3 separate regions of the Sus scrofa genome follow, and all the other regions are linked to region 2. A link is a contact called in public Hi-C and HiChIP or PLAC-seq data. All regions are on one chromosome and are shown on one strand. Each heading gives the region's core, a stretch centred on a gene start, on an enhancer-like site or on the middle of the called end of the contact. The rest is flanking DNA. Distances are from core to core; before and after follow the strand shown. Region 1 overlaps ZNF366 (zinc finger protein 366). Region 2 holds the start of MRPS27 (28S ribosomal protein S27, mitochondrial). Region 3 overlaps ZNF366 (zinc finger protein 366).

Evidence for each region. Hi-C and Micro-C count contacts between places; a contact is called where the count stands out from the background. HiChIP or PLAC-seq counts read pairs in DNA pulled down with a chosen protein or histone mark.
Region 1: a contact with region 2 is called in a Hi-C map of fetal skeletal muscle, with 1.9 times the contacts expected there. The contact joins the enhancer-like site here to the promoter of MRPS27 in region 2. A contact is called at or near these places in 3 of 47 Hi-C or Micro-C datasets (embryonic fibroblasts, epiblast stem cells and fetal skeletal muscle) and 1 of 2 datasets of contacts at active chromatin or transcription factors (skeletal muscle).
Region 3: a contact with region 2 is called in an H3K27ac HiChIP or PLAC-seq map of skeletal muscle, with 5 times the contacts expected there. The contact joins the enhancer-like site here to the promoter of MRPS27 in region 2. A contact is called at or near these places in 1 of 5 promoter capture datasets (liver), 27 of 47 Hi-C or Micro-C datasets (adipocytes, adipose tissue, alveolar macrophages and 16 more) and 1 of 2 datasets of contacts at active chromatin or transcription factors (skeletal muscle).

What each region holds. Positions count from the first base shown.
Region 1 is chr16:48,879,970-48,884,524 of Sscrofa11.1, forward strand. All of the region lies in intron 2 of ZNF366 (zinc finger protein 366), which reads right to left. Among named protein-coding and RNA genes, the nearest start is that of TNPO1, 170 kb to the right of the region's middle. Within about 2 kb of position 1,997, at least 5 of the 83 cell types and tissues checked have an H3K27ac peak or open chromatin away from gene starts, as enhancers often do. A contact at or near this core is called in fetal skeletal muscle and skeletal muscle, where this site is marked.
Region 2 is chr16:48,640,711-48,644,737 of Sscrofa11.1, forward strand. MRPS27 (28S ribosomal protein S27, mitochondrial) reads right to left here and starts at 1,861. Exons shown (of 15, transcript XM_021076728.1): 1 at 1,646-1,861.
Region 3 is chr16:48,772,933-48,777,221 of Sscrofa11.1, forward strand. All of the region lies in intron 7 of ZNF366 (zinc finger protein 366), which reads right to left. Among named protein-coding and RNA genes, the nearest start is that of MRPS27, 130 kb to the left of the region's middle. Within about 2 kb of position 2,914, at least 4 of the 83 cell types and tissues checked have an H3K27ac peak or open chromatin away from gene starts, as enhancers often do. A contact at or near this core is called in skeletal muscle, where this site is marked.

The sequences.
Region 1 (4,555 bases), core at 747-3,246, 240 kb after region 2:
TCCATTCGGCTGAGTTACACTGTATGCTAAAGTTTGCAAGTATCTAGGGTAGTATGAGTTCTACTTCCTAATCTGTTGTTTTCCTAGGATCCTGGTAGTCCTGTATTATTATCTTCATTTTACATCAGAAGGGCATGTATACACATTGGAATACCAGTTTTGAAAGAAAGATCTAAAACTGAGAAGCAATGATGTACTGTGCTTTACTGATAGGACAAATGCATGTCTATAGCTTAAAAGGAATAAAATGCAGATCAAGGAGTGGAAAACCACTTTATTTTACACCCCTTTGTAAAATAAAATTATATTCAACCTGAAAAAAGCTTCAAAAAATATGGTAAGGTGTTCTAAATGTGTCCCAATCTCCTTGTCAAGAAAAAATGCCTTCTGAGATATAAAAATTTGTACATGAGGGCGCCCAACCACAGTCTCTGGTGTTTCTTTTGAAAATAGGAAAACTAAACATGGTGAAATGCAGAACAAATGTTCAAAGAGGAGAAGGCTGATGCTGTAGACTAGAAACATGATTACCTTGATAGCAGTCCTAGACCAGAGTCTAGAATAGGGAGTTAGGACTGGACCATGCTTCCTTACTTAGCACACGAAATGATGATCAGTTAAAATAACACAGATTGGAGCTCCCGTCGTGGCGCAGTGGTTAACGAATCCGACTAGGAACCATGAGGTTGTGGGTTCGATCCCTGGCCTTGCTCAGTGGGTTAAGGATCCGGCGTTGCCGTGAGCTGTGGTGTAGGCTGTAGACTCGGCTCGGATCCTGCGTTGCTGTGGCTCTGGCATAGGCTGGTGGCTACAGCTCCGATTAGACCCCCTAGCCTGGGAACCTCCATATGCTGCAGGAGCAGCCCTAGAAAAGGCAAAGAGACCAAAAAAAAAAAAAAAAAAAAAAAAAAAAAAAAAAAACACAGATTGACAATGAACAAATCTTGCCATACCACTCCTTCTTGCTCTCTGTAGCAGTAATGCTAGACTCCTTAGAATCATGGTTTAGAAATTCTGCACTTGAATTTTAGCAAAGGATGTGACAGGTCTTCATGATGGATGAGAGGGGAAATGTGAATTCAATCACAGTACATGAATTTATAATTTGATCAGAGTGATGTTCAATGCCAATATTTTGGAAGCTCTGTCCTTGGCCTGGTTCTAATTTTTGAAGCAATGACTTGAATGAGAGTAGTGATGGCAGCTGATAAAATCCATGGGTGGCATAGAGCTTTAAGGGAATGGCTATTATATTTGGGGGCAAGACCAGGATCCAAAAAGATCTCAGCAGACTAAAAGGAAGGGCAGGTCCAACCTGACTAATATTTAATGGCTCTGCTCTTTGTTGTTGGGTCCTCTGCATTCTCCTTCTAAGGTTAGCAACAAAAACATCATGCCAGTACAGAAGGCTGAATATCAAGTTCAAGAGCACCTGCTTTGGAGTCAGACCTCTTTAGGCAAGTCTCTACTCGTATAAGCTTCAGCCAACCCACAGTATGGACTAAGGATACTTACTACATCACTGGATTGATGTGAGGATTAAATGAGATGCAAAAGATGCAAAGCATTTAGCACATTTCCTTGCCCATAATAAGCACTCAACAGATAATAACTATATATAGCTACACACACACACACACACACGCACACGTGCTCACACACACACAGTGGCTTAGCAGGAGCCTATGTAAAAAAGACTTGTAGTTTTAATTGACTCCAAGTTCAATGTGAGCCAATGATATGATGTGGCCTCCAAAAATAACTGATTCAACTTCAGCTGTCTTTAAAGAGCCATGGCAGGCCAAATATGTGAAACAACAACTCTTGCCAGATTCCGCATGGACAGACCACAATCGAGCCTCATATTCTGATCCCAATATCTTACCATTAGAAAAGGCTTTATAAACTTAAACCTATCCTGCTAGGAAATAAGAGCACTTAAAACCATGGCCTATGAAGAACCAGACTTGTTTAGCCTGGAGGGAAGGCTACTTAAGGGCATCAGGACAGCTGTTTCAAATATTTTTAGGACAGTCACATGGGAGAGGGATAAGTGTGGTTCAATGTGAAGTCAAACTGGCATAAAAAACCTTTCTATATAGGAAATGTCAGGGGCTTGGAAGAGGCACTAATTGACTGAAAGTACAAACAATAATAATTAAATAAGAGGTTTCACTTTACTTTGAAGAAAGCCTAGTTCAGTTCAGCCTTGAGTCATTTGCTCTTTTTTTTTTTTTTTTTTTTTTGATCATTAAGCATGGAGGATCATCTCTCTGAAAAAGCCTTTTCCAGAAATGTTGATTGGCTTTGAAATTAGGTACACACATCATCATTGCACTTTCAGGGGGTGAAAATTAAGTAAAGGAAAGACACTTCAGTAATTTTCCCAGGTTTGAAGGGAGATTAGAATTCACCACTCCATTTTTCTCACTCTTCACACATCTGTCTGCTGAAATCAATGGGTTTTGATACCTCTTCTCTCAATTAGCCACCTTAGAATCATGAACATGGCAATGGTGGGATAACATCCCACCACTCCACCTCCGTTTAAATTGTGTTTATTTGTATACACTTGATTTTCAAAACTAAATGTCCTGGAAAAGGGTTATGAAAGCATTTTGGTAAAGAGATATGCTCTTAGCTACCGTGAAACCCAGAGCAATATATGAGGACTGCAGTTCAAATGTGCATGGTTTCTTGAACACCATCTCAAATTCTCATTTGTGCATTGCTGTGAATACTCTTTCTGTTTTAAAATAAGCTATATTTCTCAAGGAACCAGAATCAAGTGATTTGTATTCCAGTCAAATACAGGGCTTTGATGGAATGGGCTCAGATTTCTCTCACCTGATCACTGCATCTAAATGAGAAAAAATGGAATCCCATTCACAATGCAAATATTATAGAAAACCAGAAATCATTCTGCCTTATAATCAAAACCAGAAAGCTGTTATTGTAGCTCTGCACCATTTCCAGAGACCATTAATTCACTGCAGAAACTCTGTCCTAAAATGAAAGTCTGGGCAGAATGACATTGTTTTTGCTAAAGAATCACTTTGTCTTAGTGGCATCATTTCTAAGGCCAAGGATAAAATTGCTTAACAATAGCTAATTAATTTGAGTACTTCTGTTCTGGACACATATTTGTTTCAGAACAAAAACTTAACTTCGGTCAATACCAGGCAGAAATTAAGTAATTAGGACAATTACTACCCTGACGACATTTATTAGAGATGGGAAATTAGAGTGCTTTCTTGAGTTAATATGATATTTTATAATCACTATGAACTTCTTGAGGTAAATCTAATAGTATGACTATTGATTCTGAAATATTTAAAATATCATTTGAAGTTTCCCTCAGGACTTTTTTAAATTCTTCCACAAAACGTTATTTGGCAGCAACCTTCAAAGGATCCAACAGTGATTTTGAATTATATTTATTATTAGCTCCATAATCAGCCAACATATTAAAAAGAGCAAAGGCAGTAACTTGGACCACTTGGGCATTGGCATCAAGTTTCAAAATTACATTTGGCTCTTATATAGGCTAACAGATTTGGTGAAGATTTGATTCCAATTCTGTTTTGTGTTGTTTTGTTTTATTTCAATTTTCTACCAATGATTTCCCAAGTTTCAGACAGCACAAAAGTTAAAAATCAAAATAGTTTTTTGTGTTTTTCTTTAAAAAATGTTTCCACGGGCCTTTATGCCACCAATCTATTTCTCTTCGTTATTTCTCTTGGATTTTTTTCCCTTTGGCTTTAAGATTTATTTAAACACATTATTACATCATTTCTAAACTTACATGAAATTACATTGTCTTGAATTCCTATGATGCTTATTGCTATTGATACAGTAAAACAAAAAATGTTTGGGTAACTATAGGTAAATTATAATCACTCTGAATTGATATTCCTAAGGAAATAGGATCAGTGAGTCAGTAGGTTATGCTCTCTTTTTTTCAGGGTTTCAAATAATGATTTCTATGTATCATCCCCAATTTTAACTGGAGCCACCACTTTTCACCTACAGTCCTCACACTTCTGTGCCATAACCCTGCTATGAGTCCAATTTCCAAAGGGGGACAGGGAATTTATTCCACAGAGATGTTGCGTATACCAACAGCCACGTCAATCAAATGTTTTGGAATTCTAATGCCTTAGTAGCTTTATTCACAGCGGCAGAATGTTATATTTTTTAAAAACCAAGGCAGTTTTGCCAAGGGGAAGGAACACAGACTGGCACAAAGAAAGGAAACAGTGGAAAGAAGGATGGAGCTTGAGACTGAAATTGGGAGGAATGTCTAAAGCTGGTGCCCTACTCAGAACAGGACAGGTTCAGCTACTGGTATCTGTGTCTCTGCAATCTCCAAAGAAGAAGTTCAAGTAGCCAGGCTCTGACAGAGGCTTTTCCACAACCTCCCCAAGATTTATAACTACAGCTAGAATGGTTATCACTGGACCAGGACCAGCCACCATTCTCAAAGTTGGCCAAAACCAGTTAAAACATTCATGTAGCATGGTGATCAATCATGGGCTTAGAGTAAGTTGAGCAT
Region 2 (4,027 bases), core at 611-3,110:
GCATGCACATGTGCAAACACACGCACACACACACACAAAGAAGTGGACCCTTTCTGGGTCTTTCACAGCACCAATCGTCTATGTCCTTCATTTTGACCATAAAGTACGTTGCCTTGTGTTGTTACCGAACTTTTTAGTGTGTCCAGGGTCTCCTGAAGGATGAAGTGTTCGACCTTTGTCTTCTATGACCCCAAAGTACCTTTGCAGCATAACACCGTACACATCATGGGCCATTAGTATTCTTTGAAAGAATGAATGAATGGCAGATTTTAGTTACTGTGGACTGTCTACCATGATATGCTTAAGGACCTCACAACTTTGTCACAACCAGTTGCTTTTTCTACCTCCGTTTTAGATCTGACAGAGCCCAGAAGCAGTGAAGGGGAAGCCCGGGCTGATAAGAAGGGGGCATTAACATATGGGCCTGAGCCCCTCTATCTTCCAGTTCTGACGCCATGGATTCCCCACCCCACCCCCCCGTAAGGCCAAGCACTCAGCTAATCTGAGACAGAAGCGACTGGGGGGCAGGGGGAGTGGGGAAGGGCACAAGGGTTCCAGCTGAAACTTCCAAGGTGCGAACGAAAGAGGGTCAAACCCCTGCAGAACCTCGAACCCACCCCACCCCTAGTTGCCTGCCTTGCGCAGGGGATCCTTCTGAGGCCTGTGGCCTCCAAAGGCCTCCCAGGCACCTCGGCCACCATGATCAAAGGCAGGGTTGAGGGAAGAAGACTCAGAGGGAAAAAGAACACCACGCTTGGCTGCTATCGCTGCCCTGCAGCTGAAACCCTGCAAGGCTGGTGTGCTGGGATAGGAGAAGGCCTCATTTCATTAGGCTCAGAGAGGAAAATGTGCAAGGAACCAGAGTCAGCCTAGAAGGCATCAGGGCAACCTGGGGTTTCACCTGCAGGCCTGCCTGGGACATGCATGGCCTGGTTAATGATGCTTACATCCCTCGCCTTCCTGAGCGCTCTCTCTCCCGCCCCAAGTCAGGCCAAGCTGCTCACCCAGAAGAGCCCAGCATCACTGCATCACCTAATCCCTCAAACCTCCCTCAGTCCCAGGCAGCAAGATCATGTGTCAAATTACAAGTGATATCACCAAGAAGGAAGAAGCAACCCCCCCTCCCCACCATCAGGGGCTGCTATCCACAGCTGGATTTGATTTTGAATTCACGAATGCAAGTCACATGCCTGGCAACCAGGCAGCAGAACCTCCTGGTGTATCCTACTGCACCCTAGGGGGACACATCATGTAGCCACTAGGGTTCAAGAGGATTAAGGGTGACCTTCAGGTTCACGGCTGGAAATTACTGGATTAACATCAGGTAGTCAAAGGAGTATGTTCTGGTTATAGCCGGCGGCAGGATGGCCACAGGCACGTCCAAAGATAATTCAGCACGAATGCTGCTCACTGAGAAGCCACGAGAAACTAGGCAACCAACTCAACACGAGGCTTCTGGACCAGGGGGTTTGTCCCCCATATAACACCATAGAAGGTGGGGGAAATGTCACTCCCAATTTAGATTAGCGGAATCGTTTCTGTGACACATCGCTGCTCCAGGGACAGGGAATTCAACAACTATGAAAGGGCTTTATAAGCTAAAGTTCATAAAATAAAGGAAAAACAGCTAATACATAAGACTTACCGCTGGTCAGATCGTATGCAAAGCACTTGTATAGAGTATCTCATTTAATCCTCAGGAAAACTCCATGTGCGACTGTTCCCCAGTTCGGCAGATGACGAAACTGCAGCTCAGAGAAGTTATTACCTGCCCATGGATATAATGCTGGGGAGTGCGTGAGAACAGCAGTCTGACGCCAGAGCTCATGTTTGTAACTCTCTCTGGAGTTAACAGCGGCTGTGTGTGTGGTGCGCGTGTGCTCGGGGCACCTGGGTGCGTGGGTTCGCACGTGCGCATGCGTATCCTTTTCAGGAGACGTGGTTTTATGCTGTTAATTCGGCCAAACCTCAAAGGGGTTTCTGAGCAAAAAAGGTTAAAATGTACATGCTTACATACATATACATACTTATATATGAGTATTTCTACACACACACACACACACACACACACACACACACACACCCACAACCACAAATTTATAGGTATTTTTTTCAGGGCTCTCTGGCCAGCTTCAAGCTTTGCTCTCTGCTGAAGAACTTAAGAGTTGCCAGCAGAGGGCGCCAAGAGCCACCATTTTTAAAAGGTGCAAGTGTTCGGATGCATCTTCCGTTTCTGGAATGCAGAGAGAACCGAAGCCCACATTGCAGGCTAGACAGCCAAGGTAGCTATCAGCAGACTTTAGAGAAGATACAGAATATTGCCTTCACTCAGATTAAGAACTACCCAGTATTGGAGTTTCCAGTATGGCACAATGGGGTTGGTGGGGTCTCTGGAGCAGCTGGGACACAGGTTCCATCCCCTGCTCTGCACAGTGGGTCAAGGATCTGGAGTCGCCCCTCAGCTGAAGCTCAGATCTGATCCCTGGCTGGGAACTCCATGTGCTCTGGGGCAGCCAAAAAGGGAAAAAACAAAAACACAAAAACCTTTAAAAAATTATCCACTGTTGAAAGGATGTTTTTAGAAGAGAGAAAACCGTGAGGATGAGCTTCTGCAGATAATACACCAGTGCAAGTGTGTGCGTTGCATCAACTAGATGATTGATGAGAAAGCTATCATCCGGCTTTTCCTGAAAGGTAAACAGCTGGTCCTTGTCTCACTTGGAAAAGAGTCTCCTAAATTAAGAAGAAAAACAAGGAACTATTTGTCTTTTTTACTGAAATCACATGGGTGTGTGAGAGAAGTGAAAAGGAATTAGGCACAATTATTTCCATTGTCTTTCTACCCTAGTCAAATCAATCAAATGACAGCAACCTGACTACCTCTTCCTGCCACCATCAGGAAGGTCCTAAGTTTTGGAACTTTCTCCATTTAAGTGAGGGGGATTCTGGTATTTGGTATTTGTCATTGCCCATTTCTAGGAATAGGTCAAAGGTCAAGTTTACATTATCACAACCCTTTAATGTAAACTGAGACTTCACAGGTACTAATTATTATAATGGGATTGGGCTTGGGATTGTGGTGAAAGACATCCCTGCCAGAGACCAGGGCCCAGGAGCAGAGGAAGAGCAGAACCCTTGCTCAGAAGTGTTGAATAGGTAACCTCTTGGGAACCACCAAAAGGACCTGGAGATTCTGTGTGACTGTATAGCTGACAACTGATGGGGGTGAAAGAAACCAGCTGTTCATTACTCTAAACGGGGCCCACAGAGTTGGTATGGCTTAGGCCCAGCAGTTCCAAAAAAAGCTTGGGGGGACGTCCTATAGTAGATGCTATTCGCCACATATAGTCTACGATTCATCTCCCTTATAAAGTGAAGAAAATCGCAGAACACCTGGCTGATGGCCATTTGGTCAAACTCCTCTGGGAGTGTGGAGCCGAGTGGGCAGAACAAAATATCTCTCTACAAAATCTCAAAATCTCTCTGTGTCAGCTGACTAACCCACTCGGAGGTCGGAGTGCGGGGAGGCCCATGTGAAGGCAGTGCCCTACTGCACCGCCTGGGGGGGAGGCGACCTTACTGTGACCCGACTCAAGTAAAGGGGCAGCAGCATGAGGCTCACTCCTGACACTGCTGAGAGCTGACAACCAGGACACAGCTGGGATGGTGGCAGGTCTGGGCTCCCATGCACCTGCCGGTCCCCCACCTTTGTTGTCTCAGAGTCAAAATGCCAAAGTCCGTGGACCACGGGTCTGGCCCAAATGTATCATCTTTTATTCATGTGGACCATTTGGGTCTTTTTTTAACACCTTTTTATCCCCCCAGACATCTGAACTCCACATTTCACTTTGCAAGAGTAGATATAACTTAAAAGTTAGTGATCATTTCACTCTGTTGAAATCCTTTTATGTGCAAAACACCTCTGTAGATGCAGAGGGGGAAACGAAGGTAACCAGCACAGCTCCGCTGCCTCCAAATGCCACCTCTCCTGACTCCATTCTGAAGATCCAGAGACAAATAGGTAAGA
Region 3 (4,289 bases), core at 1,664-4,163, 130 kb after region 2:
TGAAGCTGTTATCTTTGTTGATGGATGAAAAAGCAAGCAAGCAAGTAACTTGCCACACTGCTGCTAGACATAGTTATCTAAGAACTATTGTTTATATTGTCCTATCCTTTACACATTCTTAATGCTTCTTGGATTTAGTCACCTCTGGAAAAAACTGGAAGGTGATTTCTAGTTTGTTTTCAAAATATGGACCAGGTCTTAGATAAGTCAGCTACAGTTTTTGAAAAGGGATGGGGAGGCTGAATAGAAGGAGAGAGAAAATTGTGGGAATATCCTTTACCAAGTTAGGGGTCCTAGAAGTTGTGTGGGCAGGTGTGAGCTCTGTTTAGGGTTTGTCGTATTAGAGGTAAACATGGTTTAAAATTCTCTGATTTGTGTTGGGTGTCTTATGCTCCTCTTTCATCTGGTTAAGACAATTTTTCACCAAGAACAGGAACCAGCAGTTTTGCAGATCTTTGTGGTAGCAAAAGAAAAACAGCTTTAAGTGCTTCCTTATTTCACCCAATTGTGAAAAAATGGGGTGGAGAGTTACACCTGAACACAAGGAGCAATTCAAGTGAATTCAGGGAAAGGATTCTGATTCAGTCTCTCTGTAAGACTTTTATTGGATCCTGTGGGCTATAAGATCATTCATTTATACAGTTTTCTTCCCCCATTAATTATCTATCAATCTATCTCTATCAGAAGGTGTGTGTGTGTGTCAAAGAGAACATATTACTCAGTAAGTTTGTACGAGCCAGTTCAGAGTCTTCTTCTTTGCATGCCCATGCCACCAATACTGGCACAACACACGGCACTGGATCCCTGGCATGGGGGACCCAACCCCATCTACAGATGGGATCACCGACACCCAGAGAAGAGTCTCCACCCTTTGCCCAAGGTCACACACATCAGTGACTGAAACCCAAAGGCTCATAGCTCTAGTGCTCTTTGCCCTCTGCTGGCCTTCCTCTACATCCTGCCTTTGTAGAAATGGGAAGGAACACGAAAATGAAAATCTAAGAAAGCAAGAGAAGAGCATGAGGAACGGGGTGGGGGAGGGGTGGGAATGGAGGCTTGGGAAGCAGCAGCAATTCTGGGGGCAAACCTGTGAGTGATCATGAGGATCAGGAGGCGAGCTGCTGAAATGAACAATAACAAGTGGGAGCAGGTGGGCGGGAGGGGAGGGCGAGGGAGGAGAAGGAGGGAAAGGCTGGGCTGGGCTTCAGAGGCCCCAGGCAGCAGAGGCAGTGAGGGGACTCAAAGAACAAAGCAGCTCAGGATGCAAATGTCTCTGATCAGCTGGGGAAGCAAGGACAGCAGCACGCAGCCCTTCCCATATTTGCACACCTCATGCAGCCTCAGGGCAAGGCCAGGGCTGAGCCCCAGGAGCCCCGTCAGAATCCAAAGGATTTCCCTTTCAAGTCTGCAGAATGTGGGGGCCGTCACGTTGAGGCGTGTTGTTTTCTCCAAGGCGGCCGACCCGCCCAAAGACAGCCTGGATGGGGACATGTGCCCTCCGAGCTGGATGGCTTTGATGTCACGCAGCCAGTTGGGAGCTGGTGGCGACATCACCTCTGGAAAAGCTGGAAGGCGATCTCCAGGTTTTCAAAATACTGGCAAGCCGCACAGGTCTTAGGTTAAGTCCGTCACAGTTTTTCAACAGGGATTCTCAGCCCTGCCTGTGCCAAGCTCTTCCATCCACACAGCTCACTGTAACCCTCCTGGCAGGCTCACAGAACAGGCTTCTCCCTCTTTCCCTGCTCTGCCAAGCATATGGAAAGGATCCTCTAAAACTTGTAAAACTACCCACTGGGTGTCTAGAAGCTGAAATTCCAAAGTCCTTCCCATCAGGTTTCACAGGAGAGAGGTCTCACCAGGTGACTCGGGCTGGTGAGGCTTCCTCTCCAGCCATCTCATGAGTGATTCTGATTCTGACGGATGATGAATGGATGTTTGTACTGCAGACAACTGAGGAAAGGCATGTGTAAAAGGAGATGAGCAGGTGAGCTCCACATTGCATTGGATATTATAGAGATCATTTCATTAGAGAGAGAGGGCTGCAAGCTCAGGGCACAAGGAGAAAAACCAAGGTTAAAATTCGATGAGACAAGAGCAGTGACCCAAGACTCAGACCCAGCACTGCAGAAACATGAGCTCTACTCAAAATGTCTTCCCATTTCTGAAGCATCTCCTGCTTCTGATTATCCAGAACCCTAGGGCTATCTGTTTACCTACTGACTGATTTAACCCTTGGCCATGGAGGGTGGGGAAGTGAAGAATGGATTGAAATATAACCTATGTTCAGAACAGTGCACAAACAAATAAGTGTAGACGTCAGTGGACTTTTACAAAATGAACACAACTGAATAACAGACACAGAACAGGAGTCCCCCCCCACCCCAGTGGCCCTCCAGCCTCTACCTCAAGCGTCACAGGTTCCTAAATTCTCACAGCTGACACAGATGCATATCACGTCATTTACATAACAAATGGCACTGCAATCTATTTGTGAGATTTGCCCCTACTGTTGAGTGTAGTTGTGGCTCAGTCACTGTCATTGCTGGAGAGTGTTTCATTCTGTGACTGTACCACAATTTATACATCTACTCTACTGAAGACGATGTTTGTGTTGTTTCTATTTCAGGGCCATTACCAATGGGCTGCCAGGAATATTCTCGTCCCTGCCAGATGTAATGTCTTTTTAAAGCCTGGTGCAAGACTCATTTCTCTCCAGGAGGATTGTCCACTCCAGTGATTCACAACCTTTTGTTTGGTTTCTTGGCACCCACTTCCTCTCACATGGGACGCATGGCATACATTTTTTTTTCTTTAATTCAAATGGATTCAGTTTGAGGACATGGTGATGCCTTTGGAGATACTGGCAGAGTTCCCGAGGAGCTTCGGAATAGGTTGGTAGACATAGCTCTCACTTCCTGCTGCAACCAGGAGATGCTAATTCCTGCCACTCTGAGTCACGCTCCATTGCCTCCCCATGTCCCTTCCAGATTCTGTGGAAATTGGGACTCCCCTTCCTCGTGTGGGCTCCTCACAGACAGGCGACGTTTCATTATACGAATGTGCAGAAGAGATGGCCAAGTTCTGGGCCCAAAACTGCTTTGAAACTTCCTTTGTTTCTTTGATTTATTCTCTTCATCTTGCCAAGCCCTAAGATCCTCCAACTCCCAACTCCCCAAATGTGAGAACATTCATTTCTTTCTTTCTTTTTTAGTTTTTTTTTTCTAAGCATGAAAAGATGACATGAAGGATTACAAACAAGTTACTAAAGAAAGTCTATTTTATGCATCTAGTTTCCTCATTCGACAAGTGGAGATAATAACACCTATTTTTTGTAGTCTTAGGAATAAAGAAGAGCTAAAATCTTTCACACACCATGTGCAAGGCACTGTTCTAAAGACTCTACGTATCACAACTTATTTAATCAGCACAACAGCCCTATGAAGTAGGTGCTATTATTGCCTTTTATCCTCCCTTTTTTTTTTTTTTTTTCTCTTTTTAGAGCTACATCCATGGCATATGGAGGTTCCCAGACTAGGGGTCGAATTGGAGCTGTAGCCGCCGGCCTACACCACAGTCAGAGTAACACGTATCTGAGCTGCATCTGCAACCTACACCACAGCTCACTGCAATGCTGAATCCTTAATCCACTGAGGGTGCCCAGGGATTGAACCTGTGTCCTTATGAATACTAGTCAGGTTTGTTTCCACTGAGCCATGACGGGAACTCCCTCCTCTTTTTTACTAGATGAGGAAACTGAGGCAGGGAGATGTTACACTACTTCCCAGTGTCACACAATTAGTAAGATTTCAAGCCCAGGGGATTCTGGGTCAGAGCCTTATTTCAACCACGAAGCTAATTTACCCTGCCCTCTGAATAAACACTGCTTGTCACATAGTAAAAACTGGTCCCTAGAATTGGAGAACATGTTTTATAATAAAAACAGTAAAAACGTATAGCACAGAGGCTCTTTCAGTAACCATTTAGTGAGCATGTCTTATGGACCAGAAGGCCCCATGCTAGGTGTGGGTGATGCAATTATGAATTTTACTTCCTGGTAGAGAAGAGTCACTTTCAATCAAACAAATCATGCTTGGATGTTTAAACAATTACAATTTCAGCCACTACTCTGAAGAGGAAATCTAGCAGTTAGGAGAGCTTGTACTCAGGTACCAAATCTGGACAAAAGGTCAGGGAAAGTTCTTCCTAAGAAAATGATTCGTAAACCGAGACCTGAAGAAGGAGCAGGCATATGCCAGGCAAAGATGGGGAGGCAGCAGCTCCTGCAAAGG